Regions from separate parts of the Oryctolagus cuniculus genome. Here region 2 is linked to region 1. Evidence: chromatin contacts called from public Micro-C data. All regions are on one chromosome and are shown on one strand. The core of a region is the stretch at or near the end of the contact, and the rest is flanking DNA. Distances in the headings are between cores, read along the strand shown. Region 1 holds the start of ZNF81 (zinc finger protein 81). Region 2 holds the start of LOC100353466 (zinc finger protein 182).

Region 1 (4,482 bases), core at 1,238-3,737:
ATGTGACAGGCCATAGTCAAAATGCAGGTGCACAGGCCGGCGCCGCGGCTCACTAGGCTAATCCTCCGCCTTGCGGCGCCGGCACACCGGGTTCTAGTCCCGGTCGGGGCGCCGGATTCTGTCCCGGTTGCCCCTCTTCCAGGCCAGCCCTCTGCTGTGGCCAGGGGGTGCAGTGGAGGATGGCCCAGGTGCTTGGGCCCTGCACCCCATGGGAGACCAGGAGAAGCACCTGGCTCCTGGCTCCTGCCATCGGATCAGCGCGGTGCGCCGGCCGCAGCGCGCCGGCTGCGGCGGCCATTGGAGGGTGAACCAGCGGCAAAGGAAGACCTTTCTCTCTGTCTCTCTCTCTCACTGTCCACTCTGCCTGTCAAAAAAAAAAAAAAATGCAGGTGCACTAAAAATATTGTGTAAAATTATCTTTAGTCTAACTGTATATGTTGGATATGAAATATAAATGAATTTTATGTTTAGACTTGGGTCCTTCCTCCAACATATCTTATTTTATATATATATATATATGTACATGTACATATATATATATATGTATTCCCAAATCAGAAAAATTCCAAAATCTGGAACACTTCCATTCCCAAGCATTTTGGATACGGGATACTTGATCTGTACTGGAAGTTCTAGCCAGCATAACGAAACAATAAAAAAGTGCACAGAGATTGGAGAGGAAGAAATAAAACTGCCCATTTATTTGTATATGACATGCTTGTTCATGAAAACAGAAACAAAACATCTACCAAAAAAAAAAGATGTTTAAAACAAATAATTGAATTGAGCAAAATTGTAGATAAGAGATCAACACAAAATATTCATCTGTAGGAGCTGGCACTGTAGCATAGAAGGTTAAGCTTCTGCCTGCAGTGTCAGCATCCCATATGGGTGCCGGTTCGAGTTCCAAGTGTTCCATTTCTGATCCAGCTCCCTGTTAATGTGCTTGAGAAAGCAGCAGCGGAGGGTGGCCCAAGTGCTTGGGCTCCTGCACTCGCATGGGAGATGCGGAAGAAGCTCCTGGCTCCTGGCTCCTGGCTCCTGGCTCCTGGCTTTGGTCTAGCTCAGCCCTGGCTGTTGTGGCCATTTGGAGAGTGAACCAGCAGATGGAAGATTGATCTCTCTCTCTGTATTTCTGCCTTTCAAATAAATAAATAAAATCTTTTTAAAAAATACTCAACTATATTCCTGTACAAAAGCAGCAAACATGTGGAAACCAAAATTTAAAAGACAAGGTCATTTACAACCATTCCAAAAAAAATTAAGTACTTAGGTAGGAACTTAACAAAACATGTGGAGAACTTGTATGCTGAAAATTACAAGCTATGAAAGAAATCAAAGATCTTAATAGACATGCATACTGTGTACATAGATTAAAAGACTTGACATAGTTAAGGTGTAAATTCTTCCCAAGATGTTAATACCAGTAGAGGTTTAACACAATTCTTATCAAAATCCAAGCAAGATGTTTTGCAGATAAAAACAAAATTACTCTGAACTGTATATGGAAAAGCAAAGGAAGTGGAAGTGCTAAAACCATTTTGAAATAGAATAAAGTGGGAGGAATCACTTTACCCGATTTTAAGACTTGTACAATTATTGTAATCTAGGTAGTGTGGCACTCCAGGCAGAGGGATAGCACATGGATCAATGGAACAGAATAGACAACTCTGAACCCCCTCACAACTACAGCCAATTTATTTTTTGACTAAGGTGAAAAATATATCAATGGAAGAATAGGCTTTTCAAAAAGCTGCTGGAGCAACTGGGCATCCATATGTGAATAAACACACTTTGATCTAATGTCGCACTTTATACAAAAATTAACTCACAACAGATCACTGACAGTAGTTAAGAGAAATGAACAAATCACCATCACAGTGGAGAATGTCTGTTTTCTCTCTCAGTAATAGAAGGAGAAGACAAAAAGAGGACCAAATTTTTGTATGACAACCAGATAATTAGGTATTATTTTCGAGTTATACACAGGGCATTTCAAAAAATTCACAACGGACTAGGCCATAAGTATCTTCATCTTTCAAGGAATGAGCTTCATTGTAGACATTTTCCTGACACAGAAAGCTACGGATAGAAATCCACTAAAAAGGTAAACTTTTGGAAACTGAAAACGCACTTCTAAATAACTGCTGGGTAAATGACAAATTTCTTTAAAAAAAGAAACCACCCTTAAAACGTAATGCATCAAACCCAGTGGGTCTTAGAGTGAACTTTAAGACCTTAACATTGAAATGAGAAAAAAAAAAAAAAGCCAGCAAAATAATGAGAGAATCATCCAACTCAAGTTAGACGAACGATTCCATCACTGACCACACAGAATCCCCCAGCACTCACCCTCCCAGGCCGCCCGTCATTGAGCCTTGAATCCTCTTGACAACTATTAAACCGAGGCTGAGAACCGCAGCCGCTTCCGGTCACCACCTCTAGCACCACCCCTTCTCGGGTTGGGGGCTTATCACCGGGCGGGGGAGATGAGGGAAGGGGGGGAGGTGGGGGGAGGACCCACGCATGCGCAATACCACTTACGAAGCCTCTGCTAGCCAAGAGTCAACATGGAGGTGTTACGGTATCTATGCTTTTGGTTCAGGGTGCTCATTGTCCCTCGGCAGCATTGTCAGGCGGGGAACATGGCTGCGCCCAGTTCCCGATTCCCTATGGGATACGCCATGTTGGAGGAGTGTCCATTCCGTACCGGGGATGAGGACTCCTCTAAACTCTGGGAGTAGAGGGGTGGAGCTGTCCCGCTGGCGGTAGAGAGTGGGGAGGGGCGGGGGCATTTCTCCGGACCGGCTTGCTGGAGGATGGGGATCTGTTTTGTGTAATTTGGTTCAGAGAAGCTCCATAGCCTTTTGGAAAGACGCAGGGGCGCCTGCGGCTATTTCCTGGCAGATACCATGGGGTGAGAAGGGGGGAGTCAGGCTGTTTCCTGGAGCATACTATGAAAGAAGAAGGGGGGGGGGAATCAGGGCTGTGTGAGCCCTTGTGAGATACACTGCGGGGGAGGGGCCGCCGCTGTGGCGTAGTAGGTAAAGCCATAGCCTAAAGTGCCGGCATCCTTTACAGCCAGTTCGAGTCCCGGCTGCTCCACTTCCGATCTGGCTCTCTGCGAAAGTCTTTCTGAAGCTTCCAGTGGGAAAAGGACCTAGGTACTGCGAAAACTTCCTGGAAAGTGGAATTTAAAAGTAAATTTACTGAGGTGCAAAATAGACTCACTAAACACAGGAAAAGGTAGTTTTCTTACAGGATTTTGAGGAATGGGGGAATTTCAGAGAATTCAATGATGTAGTGTTTTGGTGAGCTCAAAACAAAGCAGGGATTTGCCAGAGGGTCAATCTCGGGTCTGCACCAGAAGCGAACCCACAGTTGGCCAAGGGATCATGTCGAACACTGTGTCCAGATATCCTCTATCCGAAGCTCTGAACCGGGCTTGCTTTCCTGTATCTAAGTGACTTAGAATCTCCCGTAAGAGTCAAGTGTTTCATTCTTAGGTGTATAATGTTAAACAGCAAAGTGTCTGGTAGTCTATGATTAAAGAGAAAAAACTTTTTCGTTGACTAGTGTAACGCCATAAAGAACCCCTTCTCTGAGCAGTGCTCACTCAGTGTCCTGGTACTTTATGGCATTAGAACATAGCATATCCTTAGGAGAAGTAATGTTTCCTGTTAGCTTTGTGTCTGGCTTTATCGGTACCTGTTCTTCCAGCCTGTTGAATAACAGGGCAGATGGTGTGTAGTCTGATTTCTTTTTTACTTTGAGAAGGAGTGGACTCTCTGATTATCCCGGATTCTCTTTCTGCCCCTGCATCCCTAGTGTGGGTGTTTGTAGAATAAATAAAAGAAAGCAGAAATGGAATCAGTGGAAGCACATTTGTCACAAATATACTTCTCTTTGAGTGCCAAGAATCATCCCTAATGTTGTTGGGTGGAAGAATAGTATTATGGGCATGTTTTTGTTTTTTTAAAAAAAGTCTGTTAGACCAATTTACAGGAGAAGGAAATAGAGCCAATAAACATATAAAGAGATGCTCAAAGACATTAGTGATCAGAAAAAAATACAAGTCAAGATATAATGCGATGCTGTTTGAATAAGTGCGGAAACCTGACAATACCAAGAGTTGGATGTTATGTGACCGACCCACAGGATCTTCTTGTTCTGCTGAAGAAATATAAGTCAATGAAACCACTTGAGAAAATAATTTCGCATTCACTCTTTTTAAAAATATTTTTATGTGTGTATGTATTTATTTATCAGAACTATAGCGAGGGAGGGGGAGAGATCTTCCACCCACTGGTTCACTCTGCAATAGCAGGGCCTGGGCCAGACCAGAGCCAGGAGTCAGAGCCAGGAGCCAGGAGCCAGGAGCCAGGAGCCGGGAGCCAGGAGCCAGGTCTCCCACATGGCCGGCAGGGGCCACCTTCTGCTGCTTTCCCAGCCACATTAGCAGGGAGCTGGATTAGAAGTGGA
Region 2 (4,482 bases), core at 778-3,277, 140 kb before region 1:
ATGATGGTGATGGTGTTGGTGGAGATGGAGGTAATGATTGTCAAGGCAAGAATGGTGCTAACTAGAGTGAGAACACTCACTATAGGGAGTTCCTGAGAGGGCCATGCCCTGGCCCAGAGAGGATAAATGACAAGGTAGGGGGGCTGGGGCTGGGGCTAGTCAGTGGCTTGGGGTGTGGGTAGGGCCTGGGGTAATGGGAATCTCACAGTCTCCAATGCTGTAGCCCCTGTAGCCATCGAGGCCTGCTTTCTGCAGCTTCATTCCCAGCTCACAGCGTTCATAGATCTTGGCATCTACAGTAGAAATCATCAGTGTGGCCAAGGTTAACACCACAAAGCTCCAGGCCTGCATTATGATACTCACAAGCCTCCTTAACTATCTCCTTGGCCAGACTCACCCTACAGTGTTCAGAGTTAGGGACGTTCTAGAACTCTGGGCTCTATGAGCCCTATTTTAAGTGATGGATTCTGGAACACAGAGGTCTGGACACCTTACAACTTTCCAGTGTCAGCACTGTTAAAGACCAACAGACATACACAAGGAAATAAAAAGATGTAGACATATACACATAGATGGAAGGAGACAGAAACAGGAAGAAACCCAGAAGTGTCAAAGAGATATGGGGACAGAGGGGCTAGGGACGCGTAAAGGACAGATAGTAATCATGCCCTACCACTCAGTTACATCTGTTCCCAATGACTCTGCCCCTCATTGCCTGCATTCCCCCTATATGCTGAGTGCTCAGTGCTGCCCACTACATTGTGCATACTACCACCTCTGTTTCCTCCTGCTCTACAAAATATGAGCACTGTGGCCTTACCCTCGCCTCCTCATTACTTCCATTTTTCATCTTCTTAGTTCATTTGTGCTGCTATAACAGAATACTTGAAACTGGGAAATTTATAAATAATGCAAGCATCTAATTTTAGTAAGAATCACAATCAACACTTACATAACACCTGCTATGTGCCAGCCATTGTTCTAAATCCTTTACAATGATCTACTCCCTTGTTATGGCTGTTTTAATGACATGTGGACTCTATCATCCTTATCTTATAGGTGAGGAAACTTTGCACAGAGAAGATTAGTTGTGCCCTAAATTGCACAGCTGGTAGGTTAGGGGTTTGAACTCAGGATGTCTCCATCATGTTTGTTTGGGTCTGCTTTCTTCTTTGCTATATTCCTAAGTATCTAAGATACTACCTGGCACACAGGAGGTGCTTAATCAAATCCCTGTAGAGGTCATATTTTAATGGGGACAAGACAGACAATAAACAAATGAGTTAAATATGCATGTATTTTAACATTAATATATAATTCTAGTTTGCTTCACATTAGTTCTTTAAAAATATCCCTCTCCTGGCTTCCCATATGGCCAGAATGAAATATGAGCTCTCTTTCTGGCAGAGGTGACCCTACATCACCTGGCTCCCGCCCACACTTCTACAACCCAATACATTGATATTGTCTTATCTTTGCCCATCTAGAGAAAGCAACATGGCAGTCACTACTTAACACCCACCTCCTTGCCGCCGGTGTGTGTTCCACTTCGTCGTTTATTTATTCTTTAGCTTCTTGTTTGCAAACCGACTTAACGTCCTTCAAAAGTTAGAAGGTAAATTCCCAGCCCTAGCCACTGGATGGAGCCCTGGCCCTTCCCTACCTCCTAGTCTTTGCACACACAGCAATTCTGCCATGCATCCCGTCTTCTCATTCAACTACACTTGCAACCCCATTGCTGCTTTCCAAGTTCAAGACTCGAAATTGCCGCTTGCTACACTCTTTTCCTTCATTGGGCATTTTTCTCTCCCCGCTCCACTATTCCAAGAGAAATGGAAGTCGGAAGTCTTAGAAACGCTGGTTTCTGGAGAGCAAAGTGAATACCTGCTTAGCACAGTCGCCCTCTAGCGGCAGAAACAGAAGTTACCATCATTTCGGCTCCCAACAGTGACGTCACTGGCGCGGATATCTTTGCTCTGCGCTTGCGCCACGGCCCGCTCACCTTTGCGGCCCCATGTTGACTATTGGCGGACGCGGCCTCAAAGGCACTACTGAGCGTGCGCAGAACCGGCGGCCGCTGCATTTTTATCGGCGGTGCTGGAATAGGTTTAGAAGCGGAAGTGCTTGTCTGGGCCAGTTCTTGTAACGGTCTTCTCAGCAGCGAGCAGAAAAATCTGTTCTCGAGAAAGAGTGAGGTTGAAAGGGCAAGTCTTGGGGGCTGTGGGCTGAGTGATGGGGAGTTTTGTGGGTTGGGTGAACGGGAGTGTGTGAGGGTCATTGATGTGGGGGTTTGAGGGTTGAGCAATTAGGGGCCCGAGAGGTTAGTGCATGAGAGTCTGGGGACCTTTGCTGGACAAAGTTATGGCGCAAATCAGGAATGGGTAGGACTCATGGAGCTTTGACTTTCACACATTTTCCAGCCCCGTGACCTGCACAAAGGGTCCACGCGCATCCCCGAGGCCCCTCTTTAGATGAGCCCCGCCTCTCCCTCTGCCCCTCTGTCCCTCTTCCCCGGGCTGAAGCCTGATTAGGGGCGTCCTGTGAATGTTCCAGCTGAAGTCAATCCGCTCCTGGGCCAGACGGCCCCAGTGAGGTGAGGAGAAGGAAGAAGAGGCACCTGACCACGGGCCTCGCCCAGAGTTTGGGGCCGGGAGGGGTGGGCGGTGCCTGTTGGTAGACGGCAGGGGGATAGCCTCATTCATTGAGACGACAGTTTTAATGTTCCCTATTTTGGCGTCTAATAAGTAACACTGGAGTTATAGATTAATCAGAAAATGGAAGGGAACTGATTAAAATGTCCATTCTTAGACTCTTTTAAAAAAATGTGTATAGGGGTACGCCTTTTAAAACATTTAGCATATCGTTTTAAAATGGATTCTTGAGGTTTTATGACCTTTGTTTAGAAGTTTAATTCAGCTTAATATTTTTCTATAATATTTTTAAACTTTTCGTTGAAATACATGGACAACAAAAGTACATGGATAAGTGCGTGGTTTCATGTAACATCTTTAAGAGCTGTATAACATTTTATCGCTTAGTTTCTTTATTAATCCCTCATTGTGGATCATACGGGATCGTTTAAGTTTTTGCATTATTGAAATCAGTGCTGAAATGAAGGTGTTTACAGAGAAATTATACGTCGTGATAAGTTATTAAAGGAAGTCACTAGAAGCACAATTTCTGGGTTAGCACTATATACACAGCATGTATATCCTTGTGTTTTCAATGTGCACACGAGGAAAAACAGTAATGAATTCACGGGTGGTTGTTAACACCATGTGGTTGCCCAAACTTTCACAGAGCAGCCTCGTGACCAGCTGGTGCGAGGGGGATTCTAGGCAGGTGATTCTAGGCACTGAAAGCCTAATGGGGTCTACTTATGTGTTCTACTCTTCTCCACTTGTTTCAGCTCAGCCTTCACGCATCTCTGACTTTTCCCAAGAAGAGCAGGAAATGGCGAAACCCCAGGTAAGTGTGTCTTCTGTCTGTTACTGTGGATGTGATGAGATACATAAGAATCAGTATGTGAAAGAGGAAATTATTTGTAATGAAGGATTAGGGTCAGGGAAAATGCAATCAAGGCTAAGTTAGAATATGAATGCATGGAGGACTTAAGATGTAATAGGGATTCAGGCTGTGTCCAGATAAACCCATCATAAGTTGCAAATGTTGGAAGTTGAAAATGCATTGAATATACCTAACCTACTGCACGCTGTAGCTTAGCAACACAGCGCACTGTAGAGCACTGGTGGTTTCCCTTTGCCCAGCATCACGAGAAAGGATCATAATGCATATTGGTATCCCAGGAAAAGAACCACATTCAAAAGTGAAAGTATGGTTTCTACTGAATGTATATTACTTCTGCACTGCCACAAAGGTTAACAGTTTTAGGTTGGACTGTTGTGAGTCGGGGACCGTCTGATTAATGTTGAGCTGCTGGTTTCTCTGTGAACCTTCTGATAGCCAAGGGAAATGCAGCAAGCACCTTGGCTTAGTGTACTCATAAGGGGAGAGTCCAGCAAATTCTCAGGGGAGGTTAAGGTTTCCTGGAATTGCACTTCAAGGCTGTGTGTGTGGGGTCTTCCGGTGGCTGGTGGGATTGTTTTCAACCATAGTCTAGTGACAAATGCAATACCTGGTTTCCTGCAGGTGTATCCTACCGCATTCCTCAGTGAGCTGGAGACGTCATGTTAAAATGTAATTTGCGAATGAAACCTCTTAGGGACCCTCCCTCCTGTCGTCCAAATAATTTTTTCAATCAAACTTTCCACTTTTACGTAATTTTCTCAGTTGGACTTTCAGTTCTCTTTTGGCCAACAGACAGTTCTGCAGATACCCACAGCCTACCATCTTTTTTCTTTCCCTTCAAAAGTTTTATTAAATTTACATACAGTAAAATTGATTTTGTTCTTGTGTTCATTAATAAGTATTAACACATGTAGAAGAGTGTAACTAATCTACAGGGGAGTTTTACCACCCTAA

Evidence for each region. Hi-C and Micro-C count contacts between places; a contact is called where the count stands out from the background.
Region 2: a contact with region 1 is called in a Micro-C map of ear pinna, with 11 times the contacts expected there. The contact joins the promoter of LOC100353466 here to the promoter of ZNF81 in region 1. A contact is called at or near these places in 3 of 6 Hi-C or Micro-C datasets (ear pinna, psoas muscle and an unstated tissue).

Annotation. Positions count from the first base shown.
Region 1 is chrX:33,429,093-33,433,574 of mOryCun1.1, reverse strand. It overlaps ZNF81 (zinc finger protein 81), which reads right to left and starts at 2,487. Exons shown (of 5, transcript XM_008272556.4): 1 at 2,353-2,487.
Region 2 is chrX:33,569,248-33,573,729 of mOryCun1.1, reverse strand. LOC100353466 (zinc finger protein 182) reads left to right here and starts at 2,027. Exons shown (of 6, transcript XM_070066994.1): 1 at 2,027-2,204; 2 at 2,421-2,593; 3 at 3,410-3,468. The coding sequence starts at 3,454. It overlaps LOC100342234 (sperm acrosome-associated protein 5), which reads right to left and starts at 1,833. Exons shown (of 5, transcript XM_008272567.4): 1 at 1,523-1,833; 2 at 207-293. The coding sequence starts at 261.